Linked DNA regions of Mus musculus: all the other regions are linked to region 4. A link is a contact called in public HiChIP or PLAC-seq data. All regions are on one chromosome and are shown on one strand. Each heading gives the region's core, a stretch centred on a gene start, on an enhancer-like site or on the middle of the called end of the contact. The rest is flanking DNA. Distances are from core to core; before and after follow the strand shown. Region 1 has its middle 14 kb from the start of Gm34724. Region 2 overlaps Gm34472 (a long non-coding RNA gene). Region 3 has its middle 8.7 kb from the start of Gm34529. Region 4 overlaps Grhl2 (grainyhead like transcription factor 2).

The links. HiChIP or PLAC-seq counts read pairs in DNA pulled down with a chosen protein or histone mark.
Region 1: a FOXA1 HiChIP or PLAC-seq map of pancreatic cancer cells shows a contact between it and region 4. The contact joins two enhancer-like sites. A contact is called at or near these places in 1 of 484 Hi-C or Micro-C datasets (myocytes) and 1 of 115 datasets of contacts at active chromatin or transcription factors (pancreatic cancer cells).
Region 2: a contact with region 4 is called in a FOXA1 HiChIP or PLAC-seq map of pancreatic cancer cells. The contact joins two enhancer-like sites. A contact is called at or near these places in 2 of 484 Hi-C or Micro-C datasets (cortical neurons and myocytes) and 1 of 115 datasets of contacts at active chromatin or transcription factors (pancreatic cancer cells).
Region 3: a contact with region 4 is called in a FOXA1 HiChIP or PLAC-seq map of pancreatic cancer cells. The contact joins two enhancer-like sites. A contact is called at or near these places in 1 of 115 datasets of contacts at active chromatin or transcription factors (pancreatic cancer cells) and 1 of 9 other capture datasets (pancreatic islet).

Annotation. Positions count from the first base shown.
Region 1 is chr15:37,030,423-37,034,050 of GRCm38.p6, reverse strand. No RefSeq gene overlaps it. Among named protein-coding and RNA genes, the nearest start is that of Gm34724, 14 kb to the left of the region's middle. Within about 2 kb of position 2,265, at least 99 of the 459 cell types and tissues checked have an H3K27ac peak or open chromatin away from gene starts, as enhancers often do. A contact at or near this core is called in pancreatic cancer cells, where this site is marked.
Region 2 is chr15:36,818,153-36,821,717 of GRCm38.p6, reverse strand. All of the region lies in intron 1 of Gm34472 (a long non-coding RNA gene), which reads left to right. Among named protein-coding and RNA genes, the nearest start is that of Gm41298, 23 kb to the right of the region's middle. Within about 2 kb of position 1,422, at least 41 of the 459 cell types and tissues checked have an H3K27ac peak or open chromatin away from gene starts, as enhancers often do. A contact at or near this core is called in pancreatic cancer cells, where this site is marked.
Region 3 is chr15:36,900,380-36,903,615 of GRCm38.p6, reverse strand. No RefSeq gene overlaps it. Among named protein-coding and RNA genes, the nearest start is that of Gm34529, 8.7 kb to the left of the region's middle. Within about 2 kb of position 1,670, at least 145 of the 459 cell types and tissues checked have an H3K27ac peak or open chromatin away from gene starts, as enhancers often do. A contact at or near this core is called in pancreatic cancer cells, where this site is marked.
Region 4 is chr15:37,316,225-37,319,572 of GRCm38.p6, reverse strand. All of the region lies in intron 8 of Grhl2 (grainyhead like transcription factor 2), which reads right to left. Among named protein-coding and RNA genes, the nearest start is that of Gm16136, 85 kb to the right of the region's middle. Within about 2 kb of position 1,597, at least 45 of the 459 cell types and tissues checked have an H3K27ac peak or open chromatin away from gene starts, as enhancers often do. A contact at or near this core is called in pancreatic cancer cells, where this site is marked.

The sequences.
Region 1 (3,628 bases), core at 1,016-3,515, 290 kb after region 4:
AAGGAGTCTAGGCCTTATCCTCCATGCTGCTAGAAAGCACTAAATGGCTGTTTTTAAATGACACCCAGGGTTGCTGAGGGACAGGACAGACTGATGGCATCATGCTCACTTGGGAGCTATATCAAATGCAAAATCATTGTCCCTCTCAAACCTAGATTAAGAATCTACACAAGGCCCAAGGACATTCATTCCCATATTTTAGATGCACTTAAGCTGGGAAGACATGGCAGTTTGACTGAGAGATTAAACAGTTTGACTGAGTTTGACTGAGAGATTAAAAAAAGGAAGGCAGGGCTACCACACAGGGAGTCATGACATCTGGGTTTGGGTTGGAACTATAAGCTTGCCTCAGAGTTTACCATGTAGAGATGATGGCTGGATGGATGCAGCCTGTAACCCTAGTGTCTGGCAGCAGACTTAATGTGAGGCAGAACCCTGGAGAGCTCCTAGAAGCCAAGATTGGAGGAGAAAGTTGTGCAGGCCTTAACTGACATCAGTGGATGGTGTTTTATGATGCTGGAGCGTCTTTCATTACCCAAAGTTCTGTCTATCCCAAATGATGAAAAAGACTTGGTGTCTGAGCAGAGCTGCATACTTCAGTAAAATTATTTCCGAGGAAGGCCAACAGGCAGAGGTGAAGGGGTACAGAGAAGGAAGCACCCTTCTCGATGTTGTTTGCTTGCAAAGATCTTCTTGATCTTGCAACAAGAGCTTAACTTTGTCCCAGATTCAGGGATTGAGACCCAAAACAGAAACTTCCAGAACATTAATGACAGTGATGATCTTGATCATGGAAAATCATCAGAACGTGGTGAGGGATGGAGAGATGAGGAGTCAGAGCTCCTCAGTGCTACCAAAGCCCTCTGACCACTCCCATCTGTCTCAACCAGAGCTGTGTGTAGCAAATGGTGATTCTACTAATATTCCATAGACTCTAGGAGAGACCACGTGTGCTATTCCCATGGAGCTGATGGGAAGGGAGGCAGGTGTGTAAGGACTGGAACAACTGGAGTTTCACACACTGTTGGTGAAACTGACTATGAGAAAAGAGACTGCCCTGTGTGACAGTGTCTTATGGAGTTAAGCAGTTTCCTGCCATATGAGTTAGCAAGGCTAGGGAAAATACACCTTCATAAATTCTTACATAAATCCCCATAGCAACCCTACTCATGATAGACCAAAAAATAAAATAAAGAAAAAAGAAGCCAAATGTCCTATTCAACTACAGAAATAACCTAATGTACTTTGTGCAATGGGAAATTACTCCCCAATAAAAAAATTTTTAAATGTACCATGGATCCAAGCAATAACAAGAGCAAAAAAAAACTCAGATCCAGGGCCTGGAGAGATGGCTCAACTGTCAAGCATGTTGCTCCTTTATGAGGGCCTAAGCTAGCTCCCAGCACATCCATGGAACATCTCACAAACCTATAACTCTAGCTCCAAGGGATCCAAAGACTCCCTTCTGACAGCCATAGACACTGGTGTACACACACTCACATACACACTCACATACACACTCACACATACTCACAGGCAGCACTCATACACTTGCAGCACTCATACACTTGCGCACATACAACATACTGATACATGGAGAAATCTTTTTTTAAAAAGCATCCAGAAAAAGAATACATGGTGTACAGTGTCATCTATATGAAACTTTCAAGAAGGCTAAATTCACCTATTATGATGGGAGTCAGGCCTATTGCTGTCTATAAGATGGAGCAGGATTGAAAAGAAAGAGACAAAGGATAACTTTGTGGGGTGACAGAAATGTTCAACGTCCTGATTAGGAGTCACACTTAACACCTAGGAGCAGATGTAAATTTTATATTAAAGAAAATCAAGTTTTAATTAGTAGCAACAAAATCCTTCTGGTCTTTGTCACATGCCTCTGTCTACAGGTAGCCCCACCCCAGATGCCTCTGTCTACAGATAGCCCCGCCCCAGATGCCTCTGTCTACAGGTAGCCCCGCCCCAGATGCCTCTGTCTACAGGTAGCCCCGCCCCAGATGCCTCTGTCTACAGGTAGCCCTGCCCCAGATATCTCTGCCTACATGTAGCCCCACCCCAGAAAATCCTGTGAGAACTACTCAGCAAACCTCGTCTGAAAAGAATGTGGCAGAGGGATGGGCAGTTTGCAGAACTCAGGGCATCTGGGTTGAGCAAAGGCTTTTGTGCAAGCTTAGAACAATGCCTGTAATGTTGTAGCCATGAAGTTATAACACCCCCACAGGAGCCTTGTGTCGCTGAAAGGCTCATTCAGAGTGGGCTCACATCTCCAGCCAAGCTGCAGTGCCTGATGGATTGCTCAGCTGCTCTTGCAGGCAGTTCTGGTCTCAATAGCAACTGGGGGAGGGAAGGAACATTCCAGACTTCTGGGTAGAAAAAATTCAGTCCAGTATAAAGAGCTCCAAATGAACAACCAGAGAACAAGACCATAACATACTGAGGGGACTTGCTTCTCCTCCTGTCATATGCTCTGTCCTAGCTGAGCTTAGAGTGGATTACCTCGACCACTGACTCCATTCATTGTGGACCCTGGGCTGTGCCTGCATTTGGAATGCTGAGGAATGTAGATGCAAGCAGACCTGTATCCTGAGTGACTCAGATGGGAGCTGCTGAGCTCCTATCAGGCTTCAGTCAGTTTGAGCTCTCTGAAAGGAAAATGATCAGGAATAATGACAATTCTCATTCTGCAAACAAGGAAATCAGACTCAGAAGACAATGGAAGAGATAGTCCAGGCCACACGGGAAGCTGCAGATCTGAGTTCTGAGTTCAGGCACTCTGTTTCTGAGTTCTGTGTTCTTTTTGACAAACAATATGACTAAGATAGATATGAGCCTTCCCCCCACTGTAAATGTTTGCCTTCTGTCTGAAAGATGCCGGGAAATCATAAGCACAGGCCTGGGAGGGAAGGATGACGATGAGCACCAGGCTGTGCCAGGCCTGAGGACTGCTCTCAGGCTAGTACTGGCAGCCTCTGAGTGGGCATGGAAGTAGAGGCATGGCTCAGACTGGGATTCCACATCCACAGTGTTGTCATAGGTGAGTAGCTGGGGGCAGGGATGTCTAGCCAAGCAGCTACTGTGTGTGTGTGGGGGGGTGTAATTTAGGGACATTTAGGGACTGCAGGTGTAATTGGTTTGTAGAATGTTTGTCTTGGGCTCAGTCCCCAGGACCACAAAAGCTGGGAACACCTGGAATTCCAATACTTGTGAGGTAGAGAGGAGAAGATCCAGAATCCAAAGTCGGCTTCAACTACACGGTGAATTTTAGGCTAGCCTGGGCTATTTAAGACCCCCATCTCAACAAAACAACAGCAAACAAACAAACAGAACAATGAAAAACGAGAAATTAATTTCTTGACATTCTGGAGGCTATAAGCTGAAGCCCAAGGTGCCGGCATACAGGAAGCTTCACCGTACAGTGTTCTTGCATGGTGGAAGACAGAAGGGAAATTGAAAAACAGGTAGACACCATGCCCTCTCTCATAAGGGACAAAGCAGAAGAAAGCACATCCAGCCTTACAGACTCTTTATGTCTGTTTACTTGTTTTAATTTCAGAAGGAAAGCAGAACCTCCTAAGGCCTATCTATGAGCACCAGCCTACTCACGAACCAC
Region 2 (3,565 bases), core at 173-2,672, 500 kb after region 4:
AAAAACCTACTTTAATAAGTGTTCTCAAACACTTTGACGCCCTTTCTAGCCTACCATCCAAAGGTAGGAGAGAAAAGACAGTAAATAGGACAAGGGAATGTGGACCTGTTTAGAAGTAGCTCTTTGGGGCGATTCCAATCCTCATTGTCAATGGACCAACCACCCAGTTCAGTAGTGTCAGGATATCAAACATGAATCTGCAGTAGCAGGCATGATCCAGCAGAAACAGCCAGGCCTCTGATGAGTTGGCACAAGTCAGCAGGGCAGGATGTGTGTGAAGGGGTTTGGAGTGGCCAGAAACAGTTGGAATGCCACGAGAAGTTCTCTGCCATCTCTCTCTCTCTCTCAATGAAGTGAAGATCAGCAAAGATCAAGAAGTGTTGTAAGGCTGGCTATGCAGTCACCCTGTCACTGTCTGTTGGGTCCTACTTATACTCTCTCCAAATATCATGTGTCCTTTCATGGGTCTGCTTCAGCAAAAGATCACATGAATCTTCCTGACACAACCAGAAATTTCCACATCAGCCTTCTGTCACAGAAAAGGTTTCACTGAATAGCTGTGGTGATACATAGCTATAATCCCGGCATTCCTGAGGCTGGAGCAGGGGGACCCTGTCTCACAAAAACAAGAGCGGTGTGAGTGCTCAGAGGTAGAAGAATACGTGCCCGGCATTCAAGACGTCCTGTAGGTTCAAGCTCCAGAAGTAAAAAAAAAAAGAAAAAGAAAAAAACAGAGCCCAGTTTGGTGGCTCACACCATCTACTCAGGAGGACGAGGCAGGAGGATTGAAAAGCCAAGGCTGTCAGAGCTACACAGTGAGTCAGAAGCTGTATGGAACAATTTAGCTAGGCCCTGTTCTAGAAGAAAGAGTAGAGAAAGGAATGTGGGGGCTAGGATCGAGGCCAGTGGTAGAGCACTTGCCTTGCTTGTGTGAGACCCTAGGTTTGTCTCTCGTGTGCTCCTGCAGGCGAGAATCCTCTGAAGGGAAAGTCTGTGAAGAGGAATGAGGGCAGATAACCTCCCTGACTATTATTACCAACTAGGATTCTCCTACGTGGCTTCAGTTCTGTGTCCTCCCTGCTCTGGGACATCCCTATTCCCATAATCCCATTTCACAGTCCTCTCTGTCCAACGGTCCTCCAACTCCATGGCCCTCCCCCAGTCTTGAGGCCTTGCTCTCCTGTCCTGTCCAGTCTTTACACTGCAGGCCGTTCCCTTTCTGTCCTGTTCCTTCCTTGCTCCCTCCCATTGCTTCCTCCTGTCCCCTTTTCTGACATGGATATTATTTCTGACCTCCTAATTTCCCCCTCTCACCTCTTCCATAAAAGGGATAAGCCTCACCATTGCTGACCAACACGGTCTATTTTTTGCTCACACAGGCTCTCCACTCAACACTGCCAGTGTGCATCAGGTTCCGATAAGACCTTAGCGAGTAGAGAGCCCGCCCTGAAAATAAACACTCACTTCCTCCTGTGAAGGGCCATTTAGTAGTACAAAGAACTCTTCTTCTAAAAAGCAAACTATTTCTACACCAGTAAGCTCAAAGATAGTGGTCTGAGGTCAGCCAATAAATGCTCTGGGCTGTTCAGAGGCTGGTGGTGTAGAAGGCGCTGAGTTGAAGCAACTCTCACAGACTTGGTCCTAGAGAAGCCAGGGGAGTGAAGGCACAGCGTCAAGACACAAACAAACAAATCCTGGGTGGCTTGTGCTCCTCATCCTCTTATTTGCTATGTTTATCTTACATCACTTGTTACTCTCTGATATGCCCCATATTTTATCCTTTGGTTTATTACTAGTGTGTGTATTGCTAAACAAGAGAGATTTCATATTCTCCACCCCTAAAGATCTCAAAGTATGTGTAGTGTCTCCCCTCCAACCCCAGCGCTAGGAGGCTGATGCAAAGGAGCCGGAGGCCAGTCTGGGCTGCACAGAGAATCCCAAGCCAGTCAGAGCTCTATGTCAAGACCTTGCCTCAACAAAGCACAGAGCCATGAGGATGGCTCCATATGTAAAGCACTTGTGGCCATGTCTAATGACTTCAATTTGATACCTCAGACCTGCAAGGCAGGTGGAGAGAGCCGACTCCCAGAAGCTGCCCTCTGCCGTCCACACGTGCTGTCTGCCATCATGTGTACCCACACACGTACACACAATAAATAAAATACAGCACAAAGTTTTTAAAAAACTGGAACAAAATCTTACCACATTGCTTGTTGTCTTGGAGCTGATGTGGGGCCACTGGCTTTTCACCTGAGGGGGCATCCCCAGGGCCTCAGCAGAAAAGGAAGCCTCAGTCTAGACAGAGGTGGGCAGGAAGGTCTTAAGGGTTCAGTGTGGGTGTGGGAGCCGGGCCTCTTCTCTGGCTCTACTGGATGACCTTGAACATGTGACCTTCCTTTTCTGAGCCCTGCTTCTTCAAAATGACCTTTGGGGTTGTCCAAAAGTTGAAGTGAGAAAGCAAGGCACAGATCTACACAGTTCTTTTCCTCAGCCTAGGAGAGCAAAACATTGTGTAGACAGGGTACAAGGACAAACATCAGAACTTATACTTCTGTCCTTCCCAAGTGCTAAGGACAGGGGCTTCCTATAGCGCCACAGCTAAGTGTGTGTGTGCACTTAATTACCAGGTCAGTTTCCCCCCAAGCCGTTTAATTCCTACACAAAGCAATTCTGAATTTAACACAAATTAGATGCCCATAAATACTACCCCCTCTTATTCCCAGCTGCCCCATGCCTGGCAGGGACATAGAAGGAGCGACCACATCCTCACTTCTCCCTTCTACTATAGGAGTCCAGTCCATTTCCTCCCACAAAGTGTAGTGACCTACATGACTAAGTCATTAGCTGGCTCCCCTCCCCTCCCACCACACTCATCTCCAGCCCTCCAGTACTTCTGAGAAAGCTCTTAGAAACACTTAGACAATTTTACAAGCTACTACAGCCATCTACTTAATGTGTCTCTTTCTTCTTTGCCCCATAAATATATTTTCAAGTATATGAAACAAGCACCTTTCCTCTAGGGCAGAGGAAAAGAACAAAAGACACAGCAGAACAGGAAGAAACACGGAGCCAGCCAGCAGGACCCTGGCAGCCTAGCAGGGTTTGCTGGGCATGAATAGACTTCCTGGGGCCTGTGTGAAGATGGTTGTGAAGATTGGCCAAGGAAGGGAGTGGGCTTCCAAGGTCCCGTGTGCCTCCAGGTCTTCCTGTTTGGTCAGCTTGAACCCTAGGTAAAAATGGAGACCTTTGAGATTAGTCCTGGGACTCTAGCTGGGATTTTATTGGGAGATGAGGGGGTAGGGGGCATGCGTGCTTTTATTTGAGTCGTTGATTGTTTACCACTCTAGAGGCAAGGCAGTGCAGCCTGGCAGAATAGAGGCGATGAATGAGAGAGATGGGAGTCTCGTGGAAGAGCTGGCTTCACTCAGAGCCCACCTCTGAAGGTTAAGAGGGGTTACTGAATAAAGGGCACAATGACAAGGACAAGCCTCAGGTGCTTCCAAAGCTGCACCTGACAGGCAAGCTGCACATTACAGAGACGTGTCCCATCTTGGAGGTGTATAAA
Region 3 (3,236 bases), core at 421-2,920, 420 kb after region 4:
GGCGGGGGGTCCTTTTAGGGTCACCAGGCACCTCCCAAGTCAACACACATGTACTTAGACTCATTGTTTCCGGAGTGGGTTGGTTTCTGCAGCAAGAAATTCTCAGTCTCCTGCCAGCCAAGGTCAGGGGCAAGGGAGGAAGTTCATTTCTAATACAAATTCTGACCTCACTCCAGCTTCTCTCTGCATCTGACATCCCTAGCACAAAGTCTCTCTGGTCCAGTTTCTCTAATGAATAACTCCCTCTCCTGCTGGGTGGGGTGGGGGGCGGGGGAGAAGAGCTTGGCCCTTGCAAGTCTACTTCAAAATAACCTCTCTGTTTCAGGCTCCATCTGCTCCCTTCCTCAGCATCTCGTGTCTCAGTTCCTGAGACTTTCCAAGATTCTCTGGGTCTGGGCAGCTCACTTCTCTCTCCAGACCCTCAGCTTAGAGCTCACCTCTGGTAACTCTACCTCAGCTGTCTTCCCACACCAGGGCTCAAGGCTACATCTCCTTGTAGGTGAGGCTGGGAATCTGCCTATCCATCTTAAAACCCAGTCCCAGTAGCCTTCAAGTCAGGGAAAGCAGTCTTTCATGCTATGATGCCTTTTAAAGGGCCCAGACCTCTATAATAATAAAGGACATGAGGCATTTCTTAGCACCTACTGTGTGCCAGCCATTTTGCATAAATTATCTTTAATTTGAAAACTAGGTGTTCTTGTCCTCATTTTACAAACAAGAAAACTGAAACTCAGCAGAGTTCTATACTTAATTTGTGTTAGTTCATGCCCTTGACAATGGGAAGGCACTGATTAGAATCTGTTCCTATTCAGCTGCAACTTGACGGTGACAGTCGTAACTTCATTAAGCCTACCGTGATCACTCAGTGAGTGACCTTTGACATCAGTCACACCCACACACTACCATGCATCGATATTCTACAACGGAGAGGTCTCAGTTGGTAAAGTGATTATCTTGCAAGCCTGAGGACCTGAACTCACATTTAACCACATGCAAAAAATAAAAATTAAAATTAAAAAAAGCTGAGCATTGTGACACCAACTTGTAATCTCTGTGCTGGGAAGGCAGAGACAGACAGATCTCTGGGACTTGGTGACTAGCCAGTCTAGATCACTTGGTGAGTTCCAGGCCAGGGGATACCCTGTCTCAAAACAACAACAACAACAACAACAACAACAACAACAACAACAACAACAACAGGTAGAGAGCATGTGAGAAATGGCATTCAAGGTTCTCCTCTTCCTTCCACTCATGAAGCTACACATGTGTATGTGCACTTATACACACATGTGTACCTGCGCGCGCGCGCACACACACACACACACACAGAGAGAGAGAGAGAGAGAGAGAGAGAGAGAGAGACAGACAGACAGACAGACAGACACACAGAGAGAGAGACAGAGAGCTAGTGGCATCCTCCCAGGCTATGACTAAGCCTCCCTGGGCTAGGATATCCTGTTTAGTTAAGCCCATCTTTTCTATGGAAGGTGAGCCCTCAAAGAACCGGCTGGGCCCAGAACATACAGGGTGCAGCCCCAAGCTGACTTTGAGAGATCCCAGCTTAACAGGAAGCCTAATGACCGGCCTCCCTCCCCCAGCTCTGACTCCTGTTGAGTGTGGAGCAGAAGCAGAAGCAAGCGTAGCCATGGTGATGGCGGCAGTCTGCTGAGAGCCAGGGAGATGCGGGGTGGGGGTGAGAGGAAAAGGAGAGAGCAAGCCAGAGCAGGCACCGTGCAGAGGCTGGGCAAGCGGGTCTCTGGGAAGTTAGACATGAGGAGGGGAGGCTGGTTGGAGGGCTGGCTCTCCATCCCGCAGTATGCTGGTGCCCTGCCATGCCACCTCACCTGGGGTGGCCAGGGCAGCCTCTTGCTGGAATCATCTGCCTTGTCAGGCTCCAGAAGGGACACAGACCATTTGGAAAGGCAGGCAGCAAGGACATCTTCCTGCTTTCTGTCACTGTTCCCGCCCAACCATTTCCTCAGGTTTGCACCCTTCCTTAAGGGCTGAGCACGAGGATCCCATCCTTAGCACTGTTGACAGAGAGTGGAGAAGCCCCTGCCATGACTGCCCACCATGCAAGATGCCCTAACATATATGCGATGTACCCCAAAAGTCCTTCCTGTGCAGCCCTGCTCACGGCACAGAAACAGGTGATCATGGCCCACGTGCTCTGTGCTGACCTCCCCTCTGATCCTGCCCTAGCCTTTGCCTGCAAATCTCACTCTGAGCATCCATGGTTGAATCTCTCAAGGATCAGGAAAGCCTGCCCCCTGCCCTTCAGGTCAGGCACATCACAACCCAGGACCCAGAAACCTCACTCACTATGGTAGCCTTCTTCAGAACTGCCCTAGGTAGGGTATCTCTCTCTACAGGACTCTAGAGCCAGAAGGGCAGTGGCCAGCATTGCCTCAGATCTCACATTCCCTGTTTCTTGCACGCTGTCTGGAAAGAAGTCCTTGGGAAAGGGGGTAGGGCACGAGAGGGGAACTATCCATTTGCTCTGCTTGGAAAAGTAGCTGGAGTGTCTCCATCTGACCTCAAGGCCAAGAAGATAGCAAAAATCCTGAGGATGCCCAGGGGCAGGAGGGAAGATACAGTCTAAAGAGAGATGTGTGTGCTGCTTGAGCTATCAGACTTCTAAAGAAAGGCTTCAGGGAAACTGGGACTTCCCAGAAATCCCACATCGGCGTGGGGGTGGGGTGGGGTGGGGAGCCTAAAACTTGCTTCCAGACAGAGGAGGAACATGTCTCCTCTGAAGAGATTTCACACCCTTCTAACAATTCGTCAGACCGTCTTGGAGGACAGACTGGAACCAGAGTCCAAGTCAGATCAATAACAGGCAGGACCACACCTTGGCCAGGACTGTATAATTATGTGTCACACTTACCCTCTATTTGAACAGAAACCTCCTGTTAGTTCCCTGAACATGGATTTGAGGAAAGAGGGGAGGGGCCTGGGGAGGGGAGCTTGAGCGAGTGGGGGTGGGAAATGCCATCCCCCTTATTTGTTTCTCTTCTCAGTGGGAACACACTGAATAAACTGTCTCTTAGCTCTGCTCCTCACTATTGCTTGTCTGTTTATTCAGGACAGGGGGTTGAGACTTGCTTGTTATGGCTGCCAGAGTGCACGCTCTAACCCTAATAACTCCAGACTCCATGGCCTCCTGAAAGCAAATGATGTCGTCTTACCTCAACACTACTTCTTGAAGGTGGGGGCAGTAACACTAGGATTGAAGG
Region 4 (3,348 bases), core at 348-2,847:
TGGTCATGATGTTTGTGCAGGAAAAGAAACCCTGACTAAGACAGGCATGAAAAGCGAAACTGAACCTTCTCACGCCTTGCTCCCCATTAAACATTTAAGTGCAGGGCAACCACATGCTCTGTCCTACTTGGGAAGCCACAGAAGAGAATGTACACAGCCCTGATTCTCATTCTTCTCACCTAATGCTGAAATGTGATATGATAGTTCTGTCTCTTTAAAACATGCTTACATATAAAATAATAATGCCCCTCCCCATTGGGGCTGTTTCCACCTTTTAATTATAAACAAATCCACCGTGAATGTCTTTCTGTGTAGGTTTTGTACAAGCGGTACACAGGAATGTAAGTTGGCTGCTGGTGTTGTTCTCTTCAGCTGTGCTTTCTCAGCAGCATCTTTGTTTTTGTTTTGTTTTTGAGACAGGGTTTCTCTGTGTAGCCCTGGCTGTCCTGGAACTCATTCTGTAGACCAGGCTGGCCTCAAACTCAGAAATCTGTCTGTCTCTCCCTTCCAAGTGCTGGGATTAAAGGGGTGCGCCAACACTGCCCAGATCAGCAGCATCTTTTTGTAGCCCAAGCTTTCAGATGCATGTTCCCTTCGATCTAGAGGAAGCCTTATGAAAACTCCTGCTTCCCAGCCCCATCCTGGGTGCTCATCTTTCCAACTCTAGAAATGCAGCAGCCCCCTCTCCCCTCCCTGCCCACCCTCTCTGACCCCACAGGGCTGGCTTCCTCTTCTGCGTGCCAAATGGCCAAGTGCAGGACAGGAGGCGAGGAGGGGAAGAGAGAAAAGCTGGACAAATATTAGTAATGAATTGACCTAAGTTTAGCCTGTGTGTCATTAATCACACTATTCTAATTTCTCATCTAAATATTTAAAATTTTTAAAAAAAATGCAGAAATGACAAGAGAAAAGAAAAGAGAGCGTGGTTCCTGCCTGTAATCCCAGACAGGGGTACTAGAAGTTCGTCTTAGCTCCAAGCCTGTCCCTAACTTTTCTGAGAATGGGATCTGTGCCTGGCCATGAATCTCCAGAAACTGGTACCTCGTGTGCTGCCTCAAATGCACCATTGTCTCACTGTCCGTGAGAGTGGAGATGACCCGCCGAACACGAAGCAGTTGGACTGGAGGTCATGCTCCATGCTCGGTCTCGGCTTGCTCGGCTCTGTTATGCATTTGCTGTGTTACTGAGTGAAACCAGCTAACTTTAAATCACTCCTTAGTTAGATGAAAACTGTCACCTGCTTAGAAACACGAATAATTGAGTAATATATATATAAAGGCCTGGCAGGGTGCCTGAGATATAGTAATTACTGAACAAATATTAGTCACTGTGCACACAAGCACACACCATTATGTCGTGAAATCCAAGTGTGTAATCCAATTCTCTGCACAACACAATGGTCCATAGCTGTTATGTACGGAGCCATAAGTAGAATGAGGGGCAGAAACCATGGCTACTCCACGCTAACAAAAAAGATCAACTGATATCTTCAGTGAGATGCCATCCAAAGATTAGTCCTTAGTCCTTGCTCACAGCATTAGCTCCAGCCTCATAGCTGTTCCTGTCAGCCCTGGCCTTATAAAAGGGGAACAAAGGCATGGCTTTGTTTAAGTTCAGTACCAAAGACTCCAGCAAATGTTTGCTTTTCCCTTTTAGAGCTCCCTCCACCCACACCACGCCCCAGAAAACACATAAAAACACCATTTGCCCTGCTTGGCTGTGTGTAACTCAATCTTTTCGAGACCTCTCCCAGGAGCCTCTCCCAGTGTTCTCTTTGCTTTTGAGACTACGGGATGCCCCATAATATTCTCTATCAGATAACCTGTTTAAAATTGGGCCTCAGTTAGGCAAAACACTAACTTAGTAAAAGTGGGAGAGTGATGTCCGTGCAAATGGCCGTTTCTCTCAATTCACTTAGAAGCAAAGGGATGTGGGGTGGGGGACCAGCAAAGTTATGAACCTCAGAAATATCATCTCCTTTAGACAGTCTTTGGCTCTCTCTGTGCATCCTGAAAACCAATATTTATACACCCCCCCCCCCCCGCTCTCGTGTCTAAGAGTTCAAGGCAGATAGAACACTAGCCATTTAGAAATATACCCGAGGAAGGTGCTTTGTGACTACCAAGTTTAACTTTCTGTAAATTGCTTTTTAGATTTATTTATTTTACTCCGTGTGCATGAGTGTTTTGCATATATGTGTGCATGCATATATATGTATATGTACCTCATGCATGTCCCATGCCCTGAGTTTAGGAGAAAACATCAGATCCCTCCAAATTGGAATCACAGATGGTTGTGAGTGACCATGTGGGTGCTGGAAATAGAACCTGGGTCCTCTACAAGAAAGAATCACTAGTGCTCTTATCCACTAAGCCATCTCCAGACCCCCAAGTGTGACTTTTTAGAGTTCTGTATTTGGCACACAGCATCAATAATGCAGGGTGTGATTGCACATGCCTGTAATTCCAGTACTGGGCAATGGAGGCAGGGCAATCAAGAAATCACAGCCAGCCTCTGCTACATGTCTCTATAGCAGCATCCATCAGACATTTCAGTTGAAAAAGAAATACTGGAAAAGACAGATAGAGACGTGGCTCAGCAGGCAAGTGCATTTGCTGCTCTTTCGGAGGACCCAGATTTAGTTCCCAGCACCCATGTCTGGTGGCTCACAATTACCTATAACTGCAGTTCAAGGGGAATCTGACATCCTCCACACACACACACACACACACACACACACACTCACACACTCACACTCACACACACACACACTCACACACACACACACACATTCACACACACACACACTCACACACACACACACACACGAAAATTAAATAAAAAAAAAGAGGAGGAAGAAAAGAAATCTGAGACGTGATAGATTCACCACAATTAGGTACTGAGTTTAAGCTAATCTTTTAATTAGCACAGTCTCACTTTACTAACTATAAAGTTGGGACTGCCCAAGGAGATTAAAATAACTCTGTTCCCCCTAATTCGCTGCTTTCTGTAGTGAAATGTCACTGCCATCATAGAGCTGATTTGTTTCCAAGCTGTCTCTTAAGCTAGTCGAGAGGCTGTACCTTCATTCCCGACTCAAGTGCAGGCAGCTGGGAGGGGCTTGCTCACCTCCAGCTGCAGGTGGAGAAGGGAGCAGCTAACGGAGGAAACCAACACAGAAGGAGAAAAGAAAGATGTGAGGATTCCACATGGACAGAGAAAGTCACGCCACTGTCCATCTGTCATCAGAACTGCACACCCAGACGCTGCCTACCTGCCTACTGTGCAGGCTCTGCCAAGCAGTGCTTTGCATTTTCCTTAAAGATGGGTTCACAGAGGAATGAAGGA